Regions from separate parts of the Callithrix jacchus genome. Here region 1 is linked to region 2. The links are chromatin contacts, called in public Hi-C maps. All regions are on one chromosome and are shown on one strand. Each heading gives the region's core, a stretch centred on a gene start, on an enhancer-like site or on the middle of the called end of the contact. The rest is flanking DNA. Distances are from core to core; before and after follow the strand shown. Region 1 overlaps ABLIM2 (actin binding LIM protein family member 2). Region 2 overlaps AFAP1 (actin filament associated protein 1).

Region 1 (7,615 bases), core at 4,116-6,615, 91 kb after region 2:
ACTCCTCGGTTGACAAGTGTCTCTTAAAAAAAAAAAAAAAAAGGCCAGTTAGCATAGCAATGCAGCAAGGTACGCCATTGGGCAGCTTGCTGCCACCAAGCAATCCAGGGGCAGGATCGAACTGAGGATGGGGTGGTGGCCCTCAGAGTGCCCGGCCTCCTGGCAGTTCCTGGCACCCTCTCTGCTGTGAAAGAACTGAGCTCAGAGGTCAGCGACCCTGCCAGGGACACTCAGGAGACACAGTGCCCAGTGTCGGAGCTGGGGCCAGAACCCTCTGCTCTCGACTCCTACAAAGGCATCTGTGGATGCAGACCAAGTTCATCACATTCTGGAGTAGGACCCCCCACCCCCAGCCTGCGGACGTCTGAGCTTCTGCAGATTTCCTTCAGTGCTCATATTTGTTACTTCAGCAAATGGTCACAGCTGCCGTTGGAGAGTAGGAGGTGAAGGGTTTACCCCGGACTTCACAGCCCAGGAAGCTGGGGTGCAGACAGTGAGCAAAGACACTGGGCAAGGCCCAGGCCTGGGGGCAACTCCTCTGTCTCCCAGAAGCCTCTGGTGTGTGAGCGTGAGAGAGTGATCGTACCTCTCTGCGCCCAGCTTCTTGCTGGGGACACTGTGGAGAGGCACACAGCTTGGTGGTCAGGGCATGGATGCCGGCGCTTCTGGGATGCCGTGTGAGTGAGTTAGGCCCTGGCACCTCAGTCTGCTCATCTGTGTAATGGGGCCCCCTAGAACCCACACCCTGGAACTGCAGGGAGGAAGGTGTGCACACAGTTAACACTGGCCGTGGACCGTACCAGCGGTGCTGGCTGCACGTGTTATGTATAACCTCGGTCACCGCAAGCTCTGTGGACCTCTCTGCCAAGCAGGCACCTGCCTTCTAGCCTCTGCCTCAAAGGGTCTGTTCCCCTTACTCTCAGCAGGCTGTGAGAAACCCCTCATCCTTCAGAGCTGGCTCAGGGGTCCCCTCCCCTGAGGAGCCTTTCCAGGGAGCGCGGGGCTTTCCATCCAAGGCTGCTCCCCTTGCCTCGCCTGGGCCGGGTTGAGAGGAGGAAATGGAAGGAGGCTGAAGAAGGCCAGTGGTTAGGAGGCCAGGCTCTGCCCTGAACCCCCGTGTGTTGCTGTCTGAAGTGTGGCTTCAGTGCAGCTGTGGGGGAGCAGTTTTCTGCAGTTCTGCGACACGCTCCACCTGCTAACATATGCTGCCCCAGCCACCCACTCTTGGGCAGACACCGGGGGAATGGAAAACAGGGACTCAGACAGACGACGGTCACCCAAGTTCATGGCACTATTATTCAGAATCGCTGCGGCGTGACACAAGCCGGGTGCCCATCCTCGGACGAACAGATACACAGAATGTGGCACGTCCGAGTGACGGAACAGCCCTCGGCCTTCAAAGGCCGTCAAGTTCTGACACACGCCACAGCTGGACAAGCCTCAGACACACTGGCTCCGTGAAGGAAGCCAGACACCAGAGACCGCATGGTGCATGATTCCACCTGCAGGAAATGTCCTGATGAGCAAGTCCACGAAGGCGGAGCGTGGATCTGTGGTCGCCAGGGGCTGGGGGAGAGAGGAGGAGAGGCTGCCTCATGAGTATGGGGCTTCCTCCTGCTGTGATGAAGATGTTCCGGAGCTGCATGGAGGGGCTGGTTGCACGAGGTTGTGAACGGCACTGAATGGTACACTTTAAAACGGCTAAAATGGGCTGGGTGTGGCGGCTCACGCCTGTAATTTCTGCACTACGGGAGGCGCAGGTGTGTGGATCGCCTGAGGTCAGGAGTTCCAGACCAGCCTGGCCAACATGGCAAAACCTTGTCTCTACTAAAAATACAAAAATTAGCCAGACGTGGTGGTGTGCACCTGTAATCCCAGCTACTCAGGAGGCTGAGGCAGGTGAATTGCTTGAACCCTCCGGGAGGCGGAGGTTACAATGAACTGAGATTGCCTCACTGCACTCCAGCCTGAATGACAGAGTGAGACTCTGTCTCCAAAAAAAAAAAAAAAAAAAAATCAATAAAAATAAAATAAATAAAATAGGGCTGGGTGCGGTGCCTCACGCCTGTAATCCCAGCACTTTGGCAGCTGAGATGGGCGGATCACCTGAGATCAGGAGTTCAAGACCATCTTGACCAACATGGAGAAACCCTGTCTCTACTAAAAATACAAAACTAGCCAGGTGTGGTGGCGCCTGTAGTCCCACCTACTCCGGAGGCTGAGGCAGGAGAATCCCTTGTACCTGGGAGGCAGAGGCTGCAGTGAGCCAAGATCACGCCACTGCACTCCAGCCTGGGCAACAAGAGTGAGACTCCATCTCAAACATAAATAAATAAATAAAATAAAATGGTTAAAATGGTCAATTTGGATGGGTGTGGGGTCTCATACCTGTAATCCCAGCACTTTGGGAGCCCGAGGCGGGCAGATCACTTGAGCTCAGAAGTTTCAGATCAGCCTGGGCAACATGGCGAGACCCCATCTCTACAAAAATTACAGAAATCCGCTGGGTGTGCAGGCATGTGCCTGTAGTCCCAGCTACTGAGGAGGCTGAGGTAGGAGCATCATTTGAGTCCGGGGCAGGGGGGTCGAGGCTGCAGTGAGCTGTGATCCCACCTCTACACTCCAAACCTGGGTGACAGAGCAAGACCCTGTCTCAAAAAACAAACAGACAAACAAAAACCTCAAGTGCTATATTAGAATCACTGTGATTAGCAAAAGAGAAAATGGCACTGGGGACATCCGGTCACTGAGAGGTGTAAACCGTTGTCACTCGCACATTTCACAGCGATCACCCGATCCGTGTGGTGTGTTGGATTTTGGAGCTCTAGTTGTTAGGGTGATCTGGAGGCGGGACTCAGGAAATCCCCCTCCCCACCCACAGCACAGCCAGCAAGTCTGCCAGGAAGAGGCCCTCAGCTGCCTGCTGCTATCTCGAGTTTGCGAAGAGGAAAAGAGTCCTGATGCGTGCCAGAAGCTAACCACTTGCATGCTGTTAAGATCAGGGTTTCTCAGTGCTGAGAAATCGGTCAGCCAGTCCACAGAAACTTAGAACTGTCACCTCAGATGGTGTCTCTTAAGACATTCAAGACACTCAGTGTGTCATTTACCACAGTGGCCCTGGGCTGGGCGCGGTGGCTCATGCCTGTAATCCCAGCACTTTGGAGGCCGAGGAGGGTGGATCACTACGTCAGGAGTTCAAGATCAGCCTGGCCAAGATGGTGAAACTTCATCTCTACTAAACAATACAAAAATTAGCCAGGCATGGTGGCTGACACCTGTAATCCCACATATTCGGGAGGCTGAGGCAGGAGAATGCCTTGAACCCAGGAGGCGGAGGTTGCAGTGAGTGGAGTTCCTGTCGCTGCACTCCAGCCTGGGTTGACATGGCGAGACTCCATCTCAAAATGAATGAATGAATGAATGAATGAATGAATAAATGAAAGACAGCAGCCCTGCACTTTTAGGTACCAAATCACCATCTTCCCAGTTACAGTGGAACGATCAAGGCAAATGAGATGAAAGGAAAGAAAAAGGAAAAGCATTTCTAGCTTTATCCCACAAACACTGACTGAGCTGCAGCGACACGCCAGACCTTGTTCCAGACGTGGAAAGCCAGAGAGACACAAGGCCCCTGGGGGGTTGGCTGGGGAGGTGAACTGACACGTAGGCATGCAAGGGATCGGAGGCTGACGGAGGCTGACGTGGAAGGGAGAGGAGAGTTCAAGTCCAGTGCTTGCGCCTGGGGCAGGCCTCCCTGCTGCCACATTCCTGCTTCCTGCTGGAGGGGCACAAAGGTGCTAGTGGGCAGCGGGGAGGCGTCAAGGGGGTGGTGTGGCAGTGCCCAGTGGCCCCTGCCATCTGCAATCGCGTATTTAAAGGGAGAAGACTGGTGAGCGAGTGGTCCCTCGGGTTTAGCTGGAGGAGAGAGGAGGGAGGAGGAAGGAGGGAGCTGGCAGGGGGTGGTGGGTGGGGCAGTTGTGCCCCACATGCTGGGAAGGAGAGAAGGGCAGGTGTGGGGATGACACCGTGGGCTCCAGACTGTGGGAGCCTCTGGTGAGGGTGATTGGAGGAAGACTTGGAGCTGGCGGGCAAGCAGGAAGGCTGGCAGGGTGCCGGGAGGTGGGTGTGGGAAGCAGAGGTACTCCGAGGGATGACTGTGGGGGGCGGTGGAGGGGTGGTGTGGCTGAGGTGGTGGAGAGAGCATCTGGGTGGCTTCTGAAGTTGCTGTGAATGGTTACCTCCTCTGGGAGCATGGTAGTGGGACCCGGACACTGTATCACCCGGACACATGCAGCCAGGTTTGGCAGAGCACAGGAACAGGGAGGGGCCGGGGGTGTCCTGAGCATGGGGGCTGGGCCGGGCCACTCGTATGTGGCCTACAGGGCCCAGGACTTGGGGCCAAGGGTCTAGGAGACTGGCAGGGACCCCTCAGGCTCCAGTCCTGTTTTCTGTCTGCAGGGTGAGAAGAGAACTTGGTTGCCTGAGTACCCAGAAGGCTGGGTGAGGGTCACATGAGGGGCCATCCCCAGTAGGGGGGTCTGTTCATGACTCTGGACTCCAGCTGTGGGATCCTGAGTGTCAGCCCTTACCTGGCTGTCTCTACTGCCTCCTGGGTGAGAAGGGCTCCAAGGCCCCACCCCAGCTAGCTGTAGAACCGGCATTCAATCTCACTCAGCGCAGAGGCAGGCAGGACGGGTGAGGCCCAGCTGACCCCAGAGGCCAAGCCAGCTTTCTGGCCTCAAGCCCACTCCTCTGGCCCCTGGTTCCTGAAGGCTCTGCAGGAGTGCGCCTCACCCCCAGGGCCTCTGCAGGCCAAGCCCAGCTGTTCCTGAGCTGGAAGGAAAACAGCCCGGGGTGGTGTCTTTGCAGAGGGTGGGGTGGCCTCACTGATGAGGTACACTGGTTTCTCCAGGGTGCATCCTGCAGGGAGGCGTTTCTGCAGCATGGGAGGGGGTCTGCTTCAGGAAGCACAGGCTCAGAGAGGTTGTGTGACTTGCCCAAGGTCACACAGCCAGGAAGTGGCAGAGCCGGGCCTGAGAGCCAGGCTAGGTGGCTTTGACCTTTCCTCTACCCTTACTTCCTGTCTCCCACTGGGACCTCCATGGCCATCTCAGGTTAGCTGTGAAGCCTCAGGGACCTGTGCCACCTCCGTTCCAGCAGGGACAGGTTGCCCCAGCCTGCCCCCAACCTCCAGCCCTGGCTCCCTCAACCCGACCAAGCTCAGAGGCGCCCCTGGGAGGGGCCTCTCTGACACTTCCTTCCTCCAGACACCCCGCCAGTCACAGCCACCCACTCCCCTGTACCAGCACAGGGCTGGCTGACTGGGCGGGCCTCAGGTCCTAGCCCTGCTCAGCCAGGGCCCCCAGGGCCAGCAAGGGGCCGCTTTTCTCCCAAGGCCGGGTGGTACTTCCCACCAGCTCATGCTGCCTTGGCCGGCACAAGGAGGCTGTGCATACAGGGTGAGTCTCTCGGAAGCCAGGCCCAGGCCCCGAAGCTCCAGCCCTCCCAGCAGGAGGTCCCTGCATGACCGACAGTGATATCACTGTCACAATGATGGTGGCCACTGCCCATCCAGGCGAGCTCTCCCTTCGCACCCTGCGACCTCTCCTGCAGCCTATGGGGCAGAGAGGGGATAGAAGCTTAGGGGAGCAATGCTGTGGCTGTCAGTGGCCCCAGGGCCACTCTCCTCCACTCCTCTGCTCCTCAGTATGCAGTGGAACCCCAGGGGAAGTACCACAGAGTGTTCCTCCTCCCACTTCACCAGTAGCTCTTCCTCATCCTACTGGTCCTGACACAGGCATCTCCTCCTCCTGGAGGCCCTCCTGGATTGTGCCGACCAAGCAGGCCCTGGAGCCATGCTGTGTCCCTCAAGACTGAGTCAGTGCTGACCATCTCTGGCTGTCAGCTCTGTGAGGGTGGGCACCGGCCTGTCTGCTCACAGCACTGTCCCATCCTCGCCAAGGGACAGGATGTCTTTTCTATTTGCGTCTGTGAATCTAAATCTGGACTCCTCTCTGCAGCGCTGTCCCCAGACACCTCTGGCTTCCACGGCCTGTGCTGCTCTCTGCTGCGGTGCCACGGGGCTCCCCAGCCACTGTCCTGGTCTTGGAGGCCCCTGCATCGGGCCTCTGCCCACCACTCTCCTGACTCCCGACGCTTTCTCCCTGCCACACAGTTCTGCTTCTGTTTCTCTTCCTGGTCTTGGCCAGGGAGGGCTTCAACTAGGGGATCCCGGTGCAAACCCATCTCTCAGACACGCGCATGTGGCTCCAAACCTCCTACTGTCACCCTCCGCCTACCAGGCCACACCCTCATCAGAGCAGTTGGATGAGTTTAAACAAAGGGGATATTCTTTAAGTGCAGGGTATTATTTTTCAGGCACATTCCAACAATGTGGGCTCTTACTGCTTGAGCAAACTTGAGTATGCATTTAGCCACAGGGCCTGGAAGAGGACAGTTCAGAACTCCAGCAAAGAGCTGCTCCGTGTGTGTGTGTGTGTGTGTGTGTGTGTGTGTGTGTGTGTGTCTTGTGTGTGACTGTGTTGTGTCTGTGTGTCGTGTGCGTTGTGTGTGTATGTGTGTTGTGTGTGAGTAAGGTGGGGGATGGCAGGTAGGAAATGAATTACAGGAAGAACTAAGTACATGTGCAAAGGGCCTGGGGCAGAAGGGAGCCTTGGCTGTAAGAGGAAGCATACGAAAGCTCAGGTTGGCCGGGCGCAGTGGCTCACACCTGTAGTCCCAGCACTTTGGGAGTCTGAGGTGGGTGGATCACCTGAGGTCAGGAGTCTGACCGGCCTGGGCAACATGGAGAAACCCCTTCTCTACTAAAAATACAAAAATTAGCTGGGCGTGGTGGTGCATGCCTGTAGTCCCAGCTACCTGGGAGGCTGAGGGAGGAGAATCACTTGAATGCAGGCGACAGAGGTTGCAGTGAGCTGAGGGTGCACCACTGCACTCCAGCCTGGGTGACAGAGTGAGACTATGTTTCAGAAAAAAAGCTGAGGTGTCTGGACCTGAGCCAGGGAAGGTGAGGACAGGCGAGGCCCTGCAGGGGCTGAACCGTGTTAGGCAGTTTGGTTTTCAGCCTAAGAACAATGGCATTTGTGACTACATGTGCAATTTAAGACAACTCCTGTGGCTACAGCGCTGTTTTCCTGCTCTGCCCTGCCCTGCCAATCAAGCAGAAAGGTCTCAGAGTGTGACTCCGTGAGTCAGCAACTGGGAGGGCCTCAGGCCAGACAAGAAGTCCCTTTCCCACCCATTCCCCTTGTGTTCTGAGATGGCTGAATTGTGTGTTCAACGTGGCTGGGCTGTGGTGCCCAGGTGCTTGGTCACGCGCTGGCCTAGCTGCAAACGTGTGCTGTGGCTGCGGCCCACACCAACAGTCAGCTGACGGGGGGAAAGGAGATCGCCCTCAAGATGCAGCAGCCTCATGTCATCTGTCGACGTCCTGAAGAGTAAACACTGAGGTTTCCCAGAGAAGAAACCCTGCCTGGAATATCACCTCCTGCCTGAGTTCCCAGCTTGCTGGCCTGTCCTACACATTGCAGAACTGCCAGCCTGCACAATTGTGTGGGCCAAGTTCTTAAATTTCTTAGTACATGGCTATCTATCT
Region 2 (6,782 bases), core at 1,850-4,349:
TCATCCTCACAGCGAGATGGATATTCTACATCTCAGTATCATGACAAGGATGAAATGAGCCAGCACGCATGCACAGCCAGGCATTTCATCAGTGGTAACGATGACCGTCATTGTTGGCACATGTTCCTCTTGCTGAGATCCAGGATCCAAGAGTGCACTAAATGAACATGACCCACATACCTCCTGTCCTCCAAAACTATGAAGTCCTAAAGTACCACAGCTCCCACAAGAAAAGTCACGAAACACTATGCTGTGCAACTCTAGGCAGATACACTTGAAACTAGGTTAAATAGATAATTTCATGAGAGAAAATAATTTACCAGAATTACCCTCACAAAAAGACAAACAAACACCAGACACAGGTAGTTTTACAGGCGAATTATACCAAATCTTAAACACCAAGACTACTACATAAATTTTTCCAGAGGATAAAATACATAGAAAATAACCAAATTTGGGCTGGGTGCGGTGGCTCACGCCTGTAATCCCAGCACTGTGGGAGGCTGAGTCGGGCAGATCATGAGGTCAAGAAATCGAGACCAGCCTGGCCAAGATGGTAAAACCCCATCTCTACTAAAAATGCAAAAATTAGCTGGGTGTGATGGTGAGCACCTGTAGTCTCAGCTACTTGGGAGGCTGAGGCAGGAGAATTGCTTGAACCGGGGAGGCAGAGGTTGCAGTGAGCCGAGATGGCTCCACTGCACTGCAGCCTGGCAAGAGAGCTAGCTAGATTCCATCTCAAAAAAAAAAAAAATAGAAAGAAAATAACCAAATTCTTCCCTTTTTTTGAAGCAAGTATAAACATGATGTCTGAACCTAATAGAGATAGCACAAAAAAGAAAACCAAAGACCACTTTTACTTATATCAGCACAAAAATCCTAAATAAAATATTAGCAAACAGAAGCCAACACTTAATTCCACATCATTACCAAATAAGATTCATTCTAGAAATGCAGAGGTGATTCAACATTAGAAAATCGAATAGGGCAGGTGCAGTGACTCACACCTGTAATCCCAGCACTCTGGAAGGCCTATGTGGGCAGATTGCTTTGAGACCAGCCTGGACAACATGGTGAACCCCCATCTCTACAAAAAATTAGCCAGATGTGAAGGCATGCACCGGTGGCCTCAGTCACTTAGGAGGCTGAGGGAAGAGGATCACCTGAGCCCAGGGAGGTCGAAGTTACAGCGAGCCGAGATCGCACCACCGCGCTCCAGCCTGGCAGCAGAGCAAGACTTCGTCTCAAAAAAAAAAAAAGTACTTCTACTTGCAGCTGATGTGAAAGTAACCTGGTAAAGCAGAAGATATGAATACCATAGCTTTATTTCAAACAATAAACAGCCAGAAGATAACATGGAAGGCCGGCACCCACTTATAAACCGTAAGAAAGTAAACTACTTCAAATAATTTAGCAAGAAATATGCAAAAGTCACATAAGGAAAACTTAAACTTGATGGAAAGATGAAGCAGTAAACTTGACCAAATGGAAAGATGTCCCCCTTGCCTTTGGACAGGACAAGTTAACACCAAAGATGTCAATTCTCCCTAAGTTAACAAATATATTTAAGGCAATAGCAATAAATATATTGAAATAGTTTGGATGTCCCCTCCAAATCTCATGTTGAGAGGTAATCCCCAGTGCTGGGAGTGGGGTCTGGTGGGAGGCGGATCCCTCATGGCTTGCCACTATCCTCGCAGTAGTGAGTGAGTTCCACTCCGGAGATCTGGTTGTTCCAGTATGGGGCACCTTCCCCACTCCCTCCCTTGCTCCTGCTCTGCCATGTGAGACGCCTGCTCCCCCTTTGCCTTTCACCACGACTGGAAGCTTCCTGAGGCCTTCCCAAAAGCTGCGGAAATGCCGGCACCCTACTTGTAAAGCCTGCAGCACTATGAGCCAATTAAACCTCTTTTCTTTAGAAATTACCCAAGCTCAGGTATTTCTTTATAGCAATGCAAGATAGTCTTAAGACATGTATCAATAAAGTTTGCTTTGTTTCTGGAACTAACTAAACACACTGATTCTAAACTTCATGTGGAAACATAAGACTGCGAAGATGTGTAACGACAACGAGGAGGTGAGAGCCAGCCCGGCCACCTGCTCACTAATAACATAAGGGCCTGTCGTGCAAACGACCTGATGCTAACATGTTTAATTCCCAGTCAGATCAACACGGCAGAGTGACAAGTCCAGTAACACACCCAAATACACACAGAAGTATAAGAACAATGATCATCCTGGTAACTGGAGCTGGGACAACTGCTATTTGGGAAACAGAAAAGGTGAAACTCAAGCCTGACCTTACGTGCCCCAGACACCCTCTAAAGACATGTGAGAGTCCAAATACAAAACACGCAACAACTCCAGTCCGGAAGAAGCAGACGAATCCCTTCATAACCTGGATGTGTACCAATTTTTCTAATTCTGACTCAAAATCAGATGTAAAAAGAAAAGATGGATCATGTGCCTACGTAAGGACGAGCTCCTAGAGAAAAACAGACACGGATTACGGGCTCCTGTCCCCACCCTGCCTCGCGCTGAACTCATCACACGGTGCATTCCCTCAAGTTCTCAGCCCGCCACACGCCTGTGCTTCATGCTGACTATCTCCAGAGAGGCGGGGTTGATGGTTAGACCTTTCTTCAACACAGAAAGGACACTGGAGAACTCTTTCACAAAAACCCCTCTCACTGCTCTTCCTGAGGACTGCCGCGCTAGATGTAAGGCTCCAATAAAGAAACGGGTCCCAAACCACGACCAACCTGCTTTTCAGAAAAATCACCCTGGTCCCTTACATTCTTTTCAGTGACTTCTCCGGATCCTGTATCAAAATCTTAACTAACCTAGACTCTGCTTATTTTCTTGATTGTCTCTTTCCACTCTGCTTACGTTTCCCACTTCAGCTCTTCCCAGCCCTTCAGTTTCCCACTAATATCATGCCTGCTTCTGCCTCAGGCCTCTGCACCAGCCGCAGCTCTCTGCCCGGTATGCTTAACCCTGTGTGTCCCTGCCTTGTCCCTCACAAATGTCACTACCACCCCCTCTTTCACCTGGCTGTCTCTCTCTGTGGCGCTGCTCAAGACTCAACCGCGTCACCCTCACGTCAGGCCTACCATCACTGCATCTCCTGCTACGCCGTGGTAACCGGCTGAGGTGTCTATCTCCTCCACTAGCCAGCAGCCAGTCTGGAGGCAGGGACCACTGTGTGGCTTCTCTCTGCCCGGATCGCCGAGCACACACCTGATGTGGAAACAAGGCCACGACAATCAGTGTGTGTTTGGTGAATTAGTAACTTTGATGTTTCCGGAGTTCCAGGATACACATTCCTGAGATCTGCTTTAAAGAGAAAACTGCAGAGAAAGACGCCATGGACCGTCCTCTCGTGATTAGTAACTGTGTCTTTTGTGATAGTCCTAGGACACAGAAAAAGTGGGAAAGACTCATTCTGACAAGTTCCTTTTCTGGAGCAGGTGGATCAGCCCTCTGTGTGGGAATACTCAGTGCTCCTGAGGGAGTCGGAGCTCATGTGCAGTGAAGCAAAGGCTCTGTGCTCGAGCAGGGCCCCTGCATACTTTCCCTTATAGGGTTACAATCCGACTCTCCATGCAGACTCTCCCCATTACTTCCACCGGCCTCCGCAGATCCTCTAAAAGGGCTGCTTCAAGGTGGATCTAAGAACTCTCAGGAGAAGCAGCACAGCCTGAGGCACTGTCTGGCTGGAAAGCTTCCCTCAGCTGGACTGCATCTGAAATTCCTTTTGATGACCATTATTTGAACAACTGGATGGCTCTGAATACAGGTCATTAAACTGCTTTGGTTCCCAGTTCCCTCATGTATAATGTGGGGATAATAACAGTTATGTGCCGACCCGCACTGCAGTGACGATCCAAGGACCGCTGTAAATGCAAACCTCTGACTCTGGGGACACTCAGCTAACATCAGTTTAACCTGCATCTAAAAAGGGAAAGCAAATAAAGTCTATTCATAACTCTCCGGTGTCTGAAGAGAACCATGACAATCACGGTGCAGTTTCAGCACTGACTCTGACAGCTGGATCTTTAAAAGGTTTATCAGCTGGGCACAATGGTTCATGCCTGTAACCCCAGCATTTTGAGAGGCCAAGGCAGGTGGATCACCTGAGGCAGGGAGTTCGAGACCAGCCTGGCCAACATGGTAAAATCCTGTCTCTACTAAAAATACAAAATTAGCAGGGCACGGTGGCACATGCCTGTAGTCCCAGCTACTCGGGAGGCTGAGGCAGGAGAATCGCTTGAACCCAGGTGGTGGAGGTTGTGGTAAGCTGAGATCCTGCTACTGTACTCCAGCCTGGGCAACAAGAGTGAAACTCCATCTCAAAAAAAAAAAAATTATCAATATCCCAAAGGAAAGTCTGTGTTTATAAAAGGGATATGTGTGCGTGTGTGTATATTCTGGGTCCTAAGAATGATCCTTTCTGAATTATAAGGATCTAGCAAGGAGTCTTCAAAAGAGCTGGTGTAATCTCCACAGAACACATTCCTTCAGAAAATTAGCATGACCCTTAAAAGTCAGATTCATTCACTGTTGGACAAGACAAAACATGATGGAAAATATCCTTCGATTGTTCTATAGAAAGCAAAAAATAGGACCTAGATCTGGGTATGGTTCTTGCTCATCAAAATAATATACAGAACCTGAAAATGGGTAACAGAAGCCAGACCTCCTGATGCCCAGGCTGGGAGAAGTTTACCAGCACAATCCGAGCTGGTGGCTAACACAAGCTTCAAATACAGTATTGAAAGCACAGTGTTTCCACTCCATTTACAGAAGGTCGACTCAGTTCAGGAGCAAGTTATTAAACATTTACGTTCACGACGTTAAACTCAGGCTAAAGACAAGTGAGATGGTATCCCTGACACCCAAGGGCTCACAACCAGGAACAGCAGACACACACACACCTGGACTCACAGAACCTCATTCTAGGGAAGGAAGAATCACAGAAGCTTTCCAGAAACAGCGGTGTCCACGGATCTCCAGTTCTGAGAGACCCTTCCAGAGGCAGCATTAAAGATGAACTGGCGGAGTGGGAGGCTGGAGCGGGAAGGGGCACACCAGTCAAGAGAAGGCAAAGAATGAGAGTAACAGGAGAATGGAAGGAGGAGATGCAAACGTACACTCTCTTTCTTGTCAGATATTTTGAACATTCACTAAAAACAGGAACAATGAAGTCACCGCACAAATATTTGGGTTTCTAAGCGTGGGGCATCCCATGACAAGCAAAGCAAAGGCGAGCCCGAGTGAGAGGCAAAGAGTGGCAAATGAATAAAAGCACGCAGAAGTGATGACGGGTGCCACAGGAAAATGCATCCAACCAACAATTTTATCTCAGATTTTCAGAATCTCCTGTTTTTTGCTCTTGCAAATCAATGAAGCTAAAAGAAATCAAACTCGGAACAAAGCCACCAACGTAACGTTAAAAAGTACTCAAAAGTAAAACCAACTGAATCAAAATTAGGATGATGATGGAACCATTTGCAGTGAGCATTTATGAGGCTTTAAATCATTTTGATATTACTATTTTAAGGATCGGTGCTGCCAGCACTGCAGACTTACTCAGAATATTCACATATGCATTCACTCTTACTGGGCAACACACGCTTTCAGCATGTCCTTATACACAAGGGAGGATTCTGTCTTTCTTCTGGTTCAGTACTATTATGCTATTATGTTTTTTTTAAAATTGCCGTGCTATTTGTTTTTATTTCATTAAAAACAACTTTTTTTTTTTTGAGATAGGACTCTTGCTCTGTCACCTGGGCTGGAGTGCAGTGGCACAATCACGGGTCACTGTAACCTCTGTCTCACAGGTTCAAGAGACACTCCTGCCTCAGCCTCCCGAGTAGCTGGGACTACAGGCTTGCGCCACCATGCCCAGCTAGGTTTTGTATTTTTGGTGGCGACAGGGTTTCACCATGTTGGCCAGGCTGGTCTCTAACTCCTAGCCTCAAAGTGCGGTGATTAAAGCATGGGCCACCACGCCCAGCCCCATAAAGAACAATTACTAATTTCAGGAACACTTTGTTTTGATACAAAAACTTGGATTTTCAAAAATGAAATTGCGACATTTTAGAAAAACAAGTTATTTAATATACAGAAAGGACTGACATTGTGATTCACCTAAATGCACCAAATCACAAGCTCTCTCAGCTGCTGTTCCTTCCCCAGCAGCTCTCTTAACTCCTTCTGCTATAAATACATTTCCGCCAGCTCTGAATGTGTGGCCAGGAGGCTACTCACCAATAAATCCTGAATTCCTCCTCTCCTGAGGGTCAGTAAGGAGAGGGGGACATGAGTACAGGGCACACAGGCAGCAGACATTAATATGACCGTAAGAAAATATTATGAACAGCTTCATGCCCACAAATTCAACAGCGTAGATGAAATGGCCAAATTCCTTACAAGATGCAAACTTTCGGAGACAGAAAAGAAGAAACAGACTATCTGAATAGCTCTATAGTAAAGAAAACTGCAGGCCCAGACAGCTTCACTAATGAATTCTATCAAACATTTCAGGAGAAACAATACCAATTTTCTACAAACTCTTGTAGAAGAGAAGGGCCAGCAAAGAACTCAGAAAAAAAGACATTACAAGGAACCGAAACAGACCAACATACCTCATGAACACAGACAGAAAAATCATTAACAGAAATTTTTTTTTTTTTTTTTTGAGATGGAGTCTCATTCTGTCACCCAGGCTGGAGTGCAGTGGTATGATCTCAGCTCACTCTATAACCTCCACCTGC

The links. Hi-C and Micro-C count contacts between places; a contact is called where the count stands out from the background.
Region 1: a contact with region 2 is called in a Hi-C map of skeletal muscle, with 2.2 times the contacts expected there. The contact joins two enhancer-like sites. A contact is called at or near these places in 2 of 3 Hi-C or Micro-C datasets (both in skeletal muscle).

The regions. Positions count from the first base shown.
Region 1 is chr3:188,217,401-188,225,015 of calJac240_pri, forward strand. ABLIM2 (actin binding LIM protein family member 2) reads right to left here. Exons shown (of 18, transcript XR_013533217.1): 18 at 1-22. Among named protein-coding and RNA genes, the nearest start is that of AFAP1, 37 kb to the left of the region's middle. Within about 2 kb of position 5,366, at least 4 of the 16 cell types and tissues checked have an H3K27ac peak or open chromatin away from gene starts, as enhancers often do. A contact at or near this core is called in skeletal muscle, where this site is marked.
Region 2 is chr3:188,128,757-188,135,538 of calJac240_pri, forward strand. The region is part of intron 2 of AFAP1 (actin filament associated protein 1); the gene reads right to left. Among named protein-coding and RNA genes, the nearest start is that of AFAP1, 52 kb to the right of the region's middle. Within about 2 kb of position 3,100, at least 2 of the 16 cell types and tissues checked have an H3K27ac peak or open chromatin away from gene starts, as enhancers often do. A contact at or near this core is called in skeletal muscle, where this site is marked.